Regions from separate parts of the Sus scrofa genome. Here regions 1 and 2 are each linked to region 3. The links are chromatin contacts, called in public Hi-C and promoter capture Hi-C maps. All regions are on one chromosome and are shown on one strand. The core of a region is the stretch at or near the end of the contact, and the rest is flanking DNA. Distances in the headings are between cores, read along the strand shown.

Region 1 (3,226 bases), core at 652-3,151, 570 kb after region 3:
ATTAATCAAGGTGATTACTGGAACAACCTTCCAAAAGTTATAAGCTTCCATTTGATAAAAAGCCATTATCGATGAACAACCCATTATATATCAGCCAGCAAATGTCTTAAACCTTTCAATGCTCAATGAATGATGGGATTTTGGTTTTTAATAATAAAACTGGAATTCTCCTGCACTTGAATGAGTCGTACCTGCCTCTGGGCAGCGTGGCCGTTGGCTGACTTGCAGAAACAGCAGAAATCTGGGCAGAGCCTTCACTTGGAAATCCGAGCCCTTCTGAAGTCCAAACCCCAGTCGAGCTCTTATGAAGTCCAAACCCCAGTTTAACCAGAGGGTGGCACTTACTGTGAAGGGACTTATCCCTGACCAGGCAGGGGGTGACAGAGAGGCCCTGGTGGCCTAGCAGTTAAGGATTCAGCATTGTTACTGCAGTGGCTCAGGTTCAGTCTGTGGCCTGGGAACTTCTGCATACTATGGGCGTGGCAAAAAAATAAAAAATAAAAATAGAACTGTTGCATAATTCAGCCATCCCACTTGTGAGTACATACCCAAAAGAACTGAAAGGGGGTCTCAAAGACATATTTGTCCACCCTTGTTCATAGCAGCATTACTCACAATACCAAAAGGTGGAAGCAATCCAAGTATCCAACAACAGAGGAATGGATAAACAAAATGTTGGCTATACATACAATGGAATATCATTTACCCTTAAAGGGAAGGAAATTCTGACACCTGCTACAACATGGGTGAACCTTGAGGATGTTATGCTCAGTGAAACAAGCCAGATACACAAAGGAAAACTACTATGTGATTCCACTTATATGAGGTATTTAGAGTAATCAAATTCATAGGGATAGAAAGTGGTGTGATGATTTGCAGGGAAAGGGCAATGAGGAGTTAGCGGGTTTTTTGGGTTTGGTTTTGTCTTTTTAGGGCTGCACCCATGACATATGAAGATTCCCAGGCTAGGGGTCGAATCGGAGCTGTAGCTGCCAACCTATACCACAGCCATAGCAACACAGGATCCAAGCCACGTCTGCGACCTACACCACAGCTCACAGAAACGGAAGTTAGTGTTTAATGGACATAGTGTTTCCATCTTACAAGAGGAAAACTTATGGAGATGGATGGTGGTGATGGCCACACCATATGAATGTATTAAATACCACTGAATATACACCTAAAATGGCTAAGATGTAAATTTTATGTTGTATATTTTGCCACAATTTTTTAACTTGCCACAGATGTTAAAAGCACCCAATCCTTACTGCCCCATCTCTGACTAGATCACACTTTGTTTTGCTGTGATGTGTCTGCTCTTCAGCTCCACATCCATCTGGTGCCAATTTTATTAATGGCAGAGTGAGATCAGATCAACTTTCCTCCAGGGAAAGAACAAACCCAAGAAACAGGCAACTTGCCAGGACAAAAGAATAGGAAAATAAGCCACCATTGGTTCAGAAGGTGCTGGCTCGGCCCTGTAGCCGGGACCTTCTGAAATCTACCATTTGGGGGAAGGGGGAGGGGGTAGGATGGAAGGAGAACCAGGTTACAATCCAAAAAATGTATGATCACTGTCCTTCCGGGTTCTAAATGTTTCTTTCGATGAGTCACAAAGGTTAGCTGAGAGGCTCTTAAATTAAAAACCCACAGGGTTTTCCTTTTATAGACTGTCCTCAGGAGACCTCTCACTGCATGTTCCCTCTGTCCTCAGCCCCAACTGGCAGCTGCTCTAAGCATGCATGTTTACAGAAATACCAGTAGTTATTGCATGTTCCCTTCCATGTGATTAAGCATTGCCATAAAGCCTGGGCTGGATTAGAAATAGATCTTTCCCTTCTGAGAAAGGCTGAGTGGGGCAAAGCCGGCAGCCATGGTGTGTGTCTTGTGCCACCTACTGGCCACTCATGGGATCACATAGAAAACGCCCAAAGGGTGGACAGGGCTTGGCATATTATGGTGGTCTGTCCTAAAGAGAAAGAAGAGAAAACACAGTCTGATCTCACTGCTGCTCATGGCATTTCAGCATTTGGGTTTTGTTTTTGGGGTTTTTTTTTTTTTTTTTTTTTGCTGCCCCCATGGCATGTGGAGGGTGGAGGTTCCCAGGCCAGGAATCAAACCCACACCACAGCAGCAACCTGAGCCACTGCAAAGGCAATGCCAGATCCTTGATCCACTGCACCACCACCAGAAAACTCCCGTCTCACCATATTTAAAAGCATGTCTTACTCCAAAGGAGAGCAGCCTCCTGTCTACTGTGAGGCTGGGTAGCATTGCCTCCTCATCACATGATTGATTTGACAAGAGCAGGGAGCTTAATGTATGGTCAGCCTGCAAGGGCAGCTGGGAGTGAAATCCAGATTTTGAGAGAGAATCAATTACTTGTTTTAGGTCTCCTTATCCTCAGATTTTTCTTGGAGGCCACAGCCTGCCTGCTGCAAAGATTAAAAATAACACCCCCATTAAAAAAATGAAAAAATAATAATACCCACATATCTCTATTTAGCACTTTTGTCTTTCTAAGCTCTCTGGTAGCTGTTTTCCTGTCATATCTCTGTTGCTAACCCTGAAACAGAGGGTTTGGGCTGTTTCCCCCAAAGTCTGAAGCAGAATCGGGACAGAAATTCCATGTGCTGACACCCTTGTCATATACACCCTTGGGACTGAGCCACCTGAAAGAAAGAAGCTGGGATTCAAAGGAAGTTGGAAGCTGGGACTAATAAAAAGTTCTTGTGAATGGTCCCCATCCTGATAATTTCCTTTCTCTTTGACTTTAAAACAAATCTGGGAGCTCAGCATGTTAAGAACCCAACATAGTGTCCAAAAGGATGTAGTTTTGATCCCTGGCCTTGCCTGATGGGTTAAGTATCCGGCATTGCTGCAAGCTGAAGCATAGGTCATAGACGCTACACGGATCTGATGTTGCTGTGGCTGTGGTGCAGGCTGGCAGCTGCAACTCTGATTCAGCCCCTTGCCTGGGAACTTCCATATGCCACAGGTGCGTACCTAAAAAAAAAAAAAAAAAAAGTGTTTCCAGCTGGTGCCTGATGGGGGAAAGGAGGTACTGGGAGGAGGACAAAGGCTTGAGATGGTGGCTTGAATGGAGTGGAGTAAACCCATCCAAGGATGACAGCACCTGGGGATGCCAGAAACCCACAGAGGAAGCACCACAGAAGAGCACAGGTATTTGGAGTCTACACTGAAGCTCAAACAGAAGTCCCCGCAG
Region 2 (3,306 bases), core at 393-2,892, 870 kb after region 3:
TCCCACAACTAACTCACCGTTAACTCTTCCTAGGACTTAAATGATCTCATGTCCTCTCCTTCCACCAGCCTTACCTTCTAAATCTCTGGTGGATGCTCTTGTGTGATCTCTCCACACTTGTTATTCGTACCCATATAGACTGAGCACACTGTCTGTCTCCTGGGAAAGGCATGGATGGAATGCACCTGCAGTCTTTGTACCTATTAGGTTCTCAATAATTACTGGCTGAAAAACTGGCCAGGTCCTCTTAACTATAAATAGATCCTATCTTACATTAATGACACGGTTAAATTGTTAGGGAACCACTGACTGGAACAACCCACTATGGCCAGACACGGTAATAGACTCTTGCAGGAGTTGTTTCACAATAGGAGGGTTTGATAAGGAATGTGGTTCTGCCCTGAAGTCTAACAGGGCAGAATTTGGGAGGGAGGAGACAACCAGCCTCCCAGGATCCTTGGCGCTGGAATCCATCTTGGCTGAGAGGTGCCAGTCACCAAGGACCCTGAGCTTGGTGACCAAATATGGGACAAGCAAGATGATTGGCCAGAGACAACCCAGTATCCCTTCCCAATAAAGTCTTATAAAGTCTTTTTTTTTTTTTTTTTTTCTTTTTAGAACCGCACCTGCAGCATTTGGAGGTTCTCAGGTGAGGGATTGAAATGGAGCTGTAGCTGCCAGGCTATGCCACAGCCACAGCAACTCAGGATCCGAATTGCATCTGCGACCTACACCACAGCTCACCGCAACGGATTCTTAACCCAGTGATCGTGGCCAGGGATCCAACTCACATGCGCATGGATTCTAGTCGGATACGTTTTCACTGAGCCACAAAGGGAACTCCCCAATAAAGTCTTTTGCTTTGTCAGCTTATGCGTCTCCTCGGACAATTTATTTCCCAGTGTCGGACAAGAGGCAATACTCAGGCTCTTGGAAGGTATCCAGCTTCCTGCAACAAAATCAGGATTTTATTCTCCCTCTGGACATTATTTACATTTAAAAATAAACTACCATAGTTCTCTTTGGCAAGAGATTTATTTAGCTTTCACAGTCAAAAATGCCTGAAGTACACAATTAGACCCAAGCTCTGCCCCTCAGAGATTTAAGCAATCGGGGAACTTTATTTGTTCTGAAAATTATTAACTGTCCTACAGACATGGCATTACACACACAATACAATGCCTTGGGTTCAACTGACCCTACCTCAAAGCACTTTCCCGGCACTTACGGTGAATTTAGAGGACAGTTTGTTTCCCTCGTGCTGAGGTGACTGTAGTACTGGCAAACGGAGAGAATTCAAGAAAATGAAATAAAGCAAAACCTTAGCTAGCAACTCCTCCCTACGCATCCGTCCACAACCCCACGGAGCCTGAGATCTGAGCCTCCCGCCTGGGGCGGAAGCAGAAACCAGCTAGGGCAGGATTCTGAGCCCCGCCTCCCCAAGCCCCGCCCCCCGACCCGGCCCTGAGACCCACCCCTTGCCCCCATACCCACCCCCTCCTCCGTAGCCGCCAGATTCAGAGCCCCGCCTCCTCCCCGGCCCCGCCCCCCATATTGGCCCCGCCCTCACGCTCCGACCCTCCTCCCCCGCCCGCACCCGTTCTTTCCACGCTCTGGCCCCGCCTCCAGCTCCACGCAGTGGCCGGCCTCGAGCCCCGCCTCCATGTCCCAGCCACACTTCCCGGACCCGAGCCCGCCTCCCAGGGGCGGAGCTGCACCTGGTGCGGGCCCCGGGCTTGGCGGGCGTCACGGAGCGCCAGGTGCGGATTCCGCGTCAAGATGGCTTCTGCCGCACGAGCTGGGTTCTGGTTCCTTCCCACCGGGGGTCCGGTGCTGCGCGTCGCCCTCTGCCTTCTGTGCTGGGGTCCGGCGGCTGTGGGCGCTGTGCCCGAGCTTGGACTCTGGGCAGCGACGGTCAATGACGTAAGTGGAGCGTCGGCACCAAGGAGACGCACCTCTCCGGTCCTCAGGGTGTTCCCGGGGCTCGCCGGGGACCCAGCTTATTCCTCTGACCGGGCCTGCTCCGGGTGCCCTAATACGCTCTCTGGGCCTTTTGTCTCCCCTGGCCCGACCTAGGGAGAAAACCAGTCAAGCTTGTGTGCAGGGAACGGCTCTCCCTTCGGAGCCCTGTTCCTGTTCCTGAGGATCACCTTTCTCGACGGCCTGGTCCCTCGCTCCGCCCGGACACGCCCTGGCTAGATCGGGTCCTCGTTTATTCAGACCTGAGCCCAGAACCCCTCGGCACTCCCAGGGGCATCTTTGGATTTGACCCTTCTTCGTGCCCGGGTGCAGCCACAGGGCCACACCCGTGAGGCCTCAGGGAGGACTTGCCCGGCTTCAGTTTCCGCGTACATTTAGAAAGAGCATGTGCCGCTTTCTTTCTTACTCTTTTTTTTCCCCCCTTAAATGACAGTGGAACATGCAGTAGTCACCCCACCCCTCTTTCCCTATTTTGGGGCTCCTGGATTTCTCTCGGCCTCCTATCACAGCTCCGAGAGTATATGTGTGTGGGGAGTTGGGGCGGAATGTGTAATTAAAGGATATTTGCGAGCTAGTCTGGAGGCATGAATGCGTGGAAACTCTTCCTTTCCAGGGCAGGCCATTTGAGAACTTGGCATCAAGTAGTTACATGAGGTGATGTGGGAAGAATGCAGGGGTAGAATTTTGGAAAGATTTGCTAAAGAAGAGACAGGAAGTTGAAGAGGCTTTATGTCCTGCTCTTTTAGAGTAAGATGATTCGTCCAGTTGTTTGAGATGAGTATTTTTCCCATGTATAGAAACGTCCGAATTCTAAAGGCAAAACTTATATTTCGATTTCCTCAGCCAGAAAAAGAAAGTAGCACGAGAGGCTACAAATTCTTCCTACAACACAAACCTACCTGGGAGAGTAGATGTCCTTCTGTTTTTGTTTTTGTTTTTTTTGTCTTTTTGCCATTTCTTGGGCCGCTCCCGCGGCATGCGGAGTTTCCCAGGGTAGGGGTCGAATTCGAGCTGTAGCCTCTGGCCTACACCAGAGCCACAGCAACGTGGGATCCGAGCCGCATCTGTGACCCACACCACAGCTCACTGCAACGCCGGATCCTTAACCCACTGAGCAAGGCCAGGGATCGAACCCACAACCTCATGGTTCCTAGTCGGATTCGTCATCCACTGCGTCAGGACGGAAACTGAATTTTTAAGACCCAGTGCTACCATTTCTTCTAGGATTCTTCTGGGTTGCTGCCCTATTTTGTGTGCTGGTGATAGAACCTGCATATCTACATTATTGAATTTCTCTGAACAGTAATTTCATGCAGTTTCTTTGAA
Region 3 (3,582 bases), core at 1,076-3,575:
GTTCTCCGCGCTGGCCGGGGAGCTGGGGCCGCCGCCCTGGACTGGGCTGCGCACCCGGCCTTGAAGTCTCGCCACCCTCCAGCCCCAGCGGCCCCGGACTAGCGGCCGCGAAGTATGAGCCGGTCTTGCGTCTATGCTTTTCTCTGGGGCGGGCCCGTGGTGAAGGATTTATGGAAAGGTGACGGTGTTTAAACTGAGGAGACTCGGCTTTTCCTTTTACTCATTCAGGCCGACGTTTCGGGCAACCGCTGCGTTCACCTTCTCAGATGTGTCTGGGGTCCCTGCCCCGTCTGCGGGCGCCCTGCGGATGATGCCAGACACACAATCCACAGACGGCGAGAGACCAAGGGCCTCCTCCGACCGCCGGGTCCAAGCAGTGGAGGAGCCGCAGGCGATAGAACCTGCTCTGTCCGAGAGCCGGGCCGTCTTAAAGACTCAGGCGTGCCTGAGCGCAGCCCAACCTATTCGCAGTGTTGGCTGGCGGTGCCTTGCCCTCGGGGACCTGTTACTCGGGGTTGGCGCAGGTAGTGAAAGGCCCGCCGGACGCCTGGCTCGGGGCCGAAAGTGTTCCTCGGCTGCGGCGGTCACGGGTGCGCGCGGATAAGCGCGTCCGTGGCCAGTGGTGGCCGCTCAGATTTGGTGCGTGTCCCTCGGTGCAAGCGGAGAAAGAGGGAGGAAGTTGGAGGACTATGGGTGGTGCTGCTGAGGAGGGGGCTGGCCCTTAGTGTCCCCATCCGAACAGGCCCCGGTGAGGGTCAGCGGCTGGGGACCGCCATGCGGCTCGACCGGCTATTTGGGGGCGGCGGGAACAGCGGAGGCGCCCGGCGCGTGGACGGCCGGGGGTGGGGGTGGGGGGCGGGACAGCCGGGGCAACCTCTGGCCCTGAGGCCCCGGAAACCTCCACGGAGGCTCCCGCCTCGGCCACTGCCCGAGCCGCGATCGGGCGGCGAGTTTGTCAACAATCGCCTCGCCTTTGGCGGCCTGTCGGGTAGGCGCCGCCCCCACCGCTGCCGACGATTGGCTGCAGCGCGGAGCGACCGCGCGAGGGCCAATTGGGAGCGCGGGCACCCGGAGCCGGCGGCGCGGGGAGGTCGGCGGTGCCGGCGGCGGCGGGCGCAGTGCGCAAGGGGAGGAGCGGGAGGAGGCGGAGGATGTTCCCGGCGGCAGCGGCGGCCGGGGCAGCGCGGGCAAGAGGCGCGGCGCGTGGAGCCCTCGGCTGCCCGGTGGAGCGCGGTGGCGGGAGAGCGGCGAGTTGCAAGCTTTGCGCGGTCCCGGCGTCTCCCAGCGCGAGTCCTGGGCTTTGTCTCCCGCGCTGCCTTCGTGGTGACGGTCGGGGGGTTCCGAACCGGCGTAGGGCGCGGACCGCGCGCCGAGGAGCCCGGGCCCGGACACGACGCTCCGAAGGGAAGGGGCGGACGTGAGTTTTGGCCTGACTGCCTTGGGAAGGGAGGGTCTTTGGGGTGCGGGACCCGCGCGCCCCGATGCCGCCTGGCGGGTGGAGTTACTTGTGGACTTTGCAGGGGGCGCCCGGGAACGCTTTCGGGGACCCCCCCCCTCCCGTTTGTAGGTGTGCACCTAACAGTGTGAGTGTATTTCGGAGAAGTTCTGTCGGGTTCAGCGCGGCGCGCTGCCCTCCCCCTTCCCCGCAGGAGGAGGGGCGCACGGGCCGGGAGCGGGAGGGACCGCGGACGGAGAGCTCAGGAGCCCAACAGTTCGGCGCTGAGTTACAAACTCTATTGTGACGCACTTACTACGACTGACGGCCCTTGCCAAACCTTCCTCAGACTTGCTGTCCTCAGCACTTTTGGGCAGAACAATGGGGCCGGAGCGGGGAACGCAGCCAGCCGCCTGCAATCGCTGCATCTGCGCCCGCTCCTGGGCTCCAGCGCTGTATCTGATCCCGGGAAATCAGAGCCTGCTGGGAGTTTCTGACTTACTCTAGTCGGCCCTGAGCAAAGAGCACATGTGAACAGACCTCAAACAAGCGGCCTGTCCTAAAACGTGTGTGTGTGTTAGAGCATCAATTCCACAAGTAATTGACATTGTTGCTGTGTTTTGTTTGGCGGCAAGAAGTTTAGTCTTCTCTCAACTCCCCAACAAAGATAATGATACCTTTGTTATTTAGGTGTATTTTTATCCTTATTTGGAAGATAGTATTGAGAACTGTTTCTCTTTAAATGTTGACTTCATGTTAAAGTATTTGGTATTAATGCTGAGGATTTTTAACGAATAGGTGAAAGTTTGCTCATTCACGTATTTGCTATAATTATTATTTTGCTTAAGATAATCCTAGTTTTAATTTTACTTGCAGAAAAAAAGACCAAATGGCAAAGCAACCTTCCGATGTAAGTTCTGAGTGTGACAGAGAAGGTGGACAGTTGCAGCCTGCGGAAAGGCCTCCTCAGCTCAGGCCTGGGGCCCCCACCTCTCTACAAACAGAGCGGCAAGGTAATCCGGAAGGAGAAGGGGACCGCTGCCCCCAAGGCAGCCCCCAGGGCCCACTGGCCCCACCGACCAGCCCTGGCCCCTTTGCTACCAGATCCCCGCTTTTCATCTTCGTGAGAAGATCCTCCCTGCTGTCTCGATCCTCCAGTGGGTATTTCTCTTTTGACACAGACAGGAGCCCAGCACCCATGAGTTGTGACAAATCAACACAAACCCCAAGTCCTCCTTGCCAAGCCTTCAACCATTATCTCAGTGCGATGGGTAAGCAATATCCGGGGTGGTGGCAGCAGAGGTGTGGTTGTCTGCGTATCTGTCCAGAGGCTGTGTAGCATTCAAAGCCCCTTCCTAGACTCCGTTGGCTGATTTGATGCCATGTTTTGTGGGGAGTGGAGCCTATACCAAGTAAAATATCCAGGCAACATTTTAAAAAGTTGTGCAGCAGTAAGTGGGGGTCCTTTGAGCGGATATATAATGAGTATATCCTGAACCTCTGATGCCTTCTTTAAAGTATCTATCTGTGGCAATTCATCCTAAGCACTAGGATTCACTCATTAATGATGTCCTGCTTGAAAGGGACTCAGTCTGTTACAGCTTAATAACTGAATGTGTGGAGAAAGGGATGACACAAGTTACATCATTTTCAAAAATGACATTTTAAAAAGATGACCTAGTTCGTATAGGCATTACCACCATAGAACCATGAAAATAGTTTGTTTTCTACTCATATTTCTCTTTAAGCTTGTTTTGTTTGCTCTGAGCTTTTGGACCTAGTGCTAATAAGATTAGATTGTGGGGTTTTGTTTCACAGTTTTAGAGTCTTGGGGAGGAGTGGCAAACCTAAATACCCAGAAAAATCTGGCTGTCCCATGGGCGAAAGTTGTGGCAGATTGGAGAACATTTGCCCTTGTCCTTTCAGACTGCCCGGGGTGTGGCTGTGAGGGTGTGTGGTCTCAAGGTGGTAGGTCTTCCTCTAGTGCCACATAATCTGAGAGTACAGATTTTGATGTCAAATCTGATGTTTAAGCACTGGCCAAGTCATTTAGAACTTTGAAAGCACCATACAAGCCAAATGAAAACATCCATGGGCTTGATGTGACCCCTGAGCCTCCAGCATGCGGCTTTGAGATCCTGGGCGCG

The links. Promoter capture Hi-C pulls out the DNA fragments that hold promoters and counts their contacts. A called contact is a pair of places that touch in the nucleus more often than the background predicts.
Region 1: a Hi-C map of skeletal muscle shows a contact between it and region 3, with 9 times the contacts expected there. The contact joins the enhancer-like site here to the promoter of BCL2L11 in region 3. A contact is called at or near these places in 3 of 5 promoter capture datasets (fetal liver, fetal skeletal muscle and liver), 21 of 47 Hi-C or Micro-C datasets (adipocytes, alveolar macrophages, brain and 13 more) and 1 of 2 datasets of contacts at active chromatin or transcription factors (skeletal muscle).
Region 2: a contact with region 3 is called in a promoter capture Hi-C map of liver, with 7 times the contacts expected there. The contact joins the promoter of TMEM87B here to the promoter of BCL2L11 in region 3. A contact is called at or near these places in 2 of 5 promoter capture datasets (fetal skeletal muscle and liver) and 5 of 47 Hi-C or Micro-C datasets (embryonic fibroblasts, heart right ventricle, liver and 2 more).

The regions. Positions count from the first base shown.
Region 1 is chr3:44,627,461-44,630,686 of Sscrofa11.1, reverse strand. No RefSeq gene overlaps it. Among named protein-coding and RNA genes, the nearest start is that of ANAPC1, 150 kb to the right of the region's middle. Within about 2 kb of position 1,901, at least 30 of the 83 cell types and tissues checked have an H3K27ac peak or open chromatin away from gene starts, as enhancers often do. A contact at or near this core is called in alveolar macrophages, embryonic fibroblasts, retroperitoneal adipose tissue and 2 more, where this site is marked.
Region 2 is chr3:44,326,106-44,329,411 of Sscrofa11.1, reverse strand. TMEM87B (transmembrane protein 87B) reads left to right here and starts at 1,642. Exons shown (of 20, transcript XM_021087028.1): 1 at 1,642-1,923. The coding sequence starts at 1,780.
Region 3 is chr3:45,197,023-45,200,604 of Sscrofa11.1, reverse strand. It overlaps BCL2L11 (BCL2 like 11), which reads left to right and starts at 2,325. Exons shown (of 2, transcript NM_001252194.1): 1 at 2,325-2,706. The coding sequence starts at 2,325. It overlaps LOC110260116, which reads left to right. Exons shown (of 3, transcript XM_021088387.1): 3 at 229-639. The coding sequence ends at 604.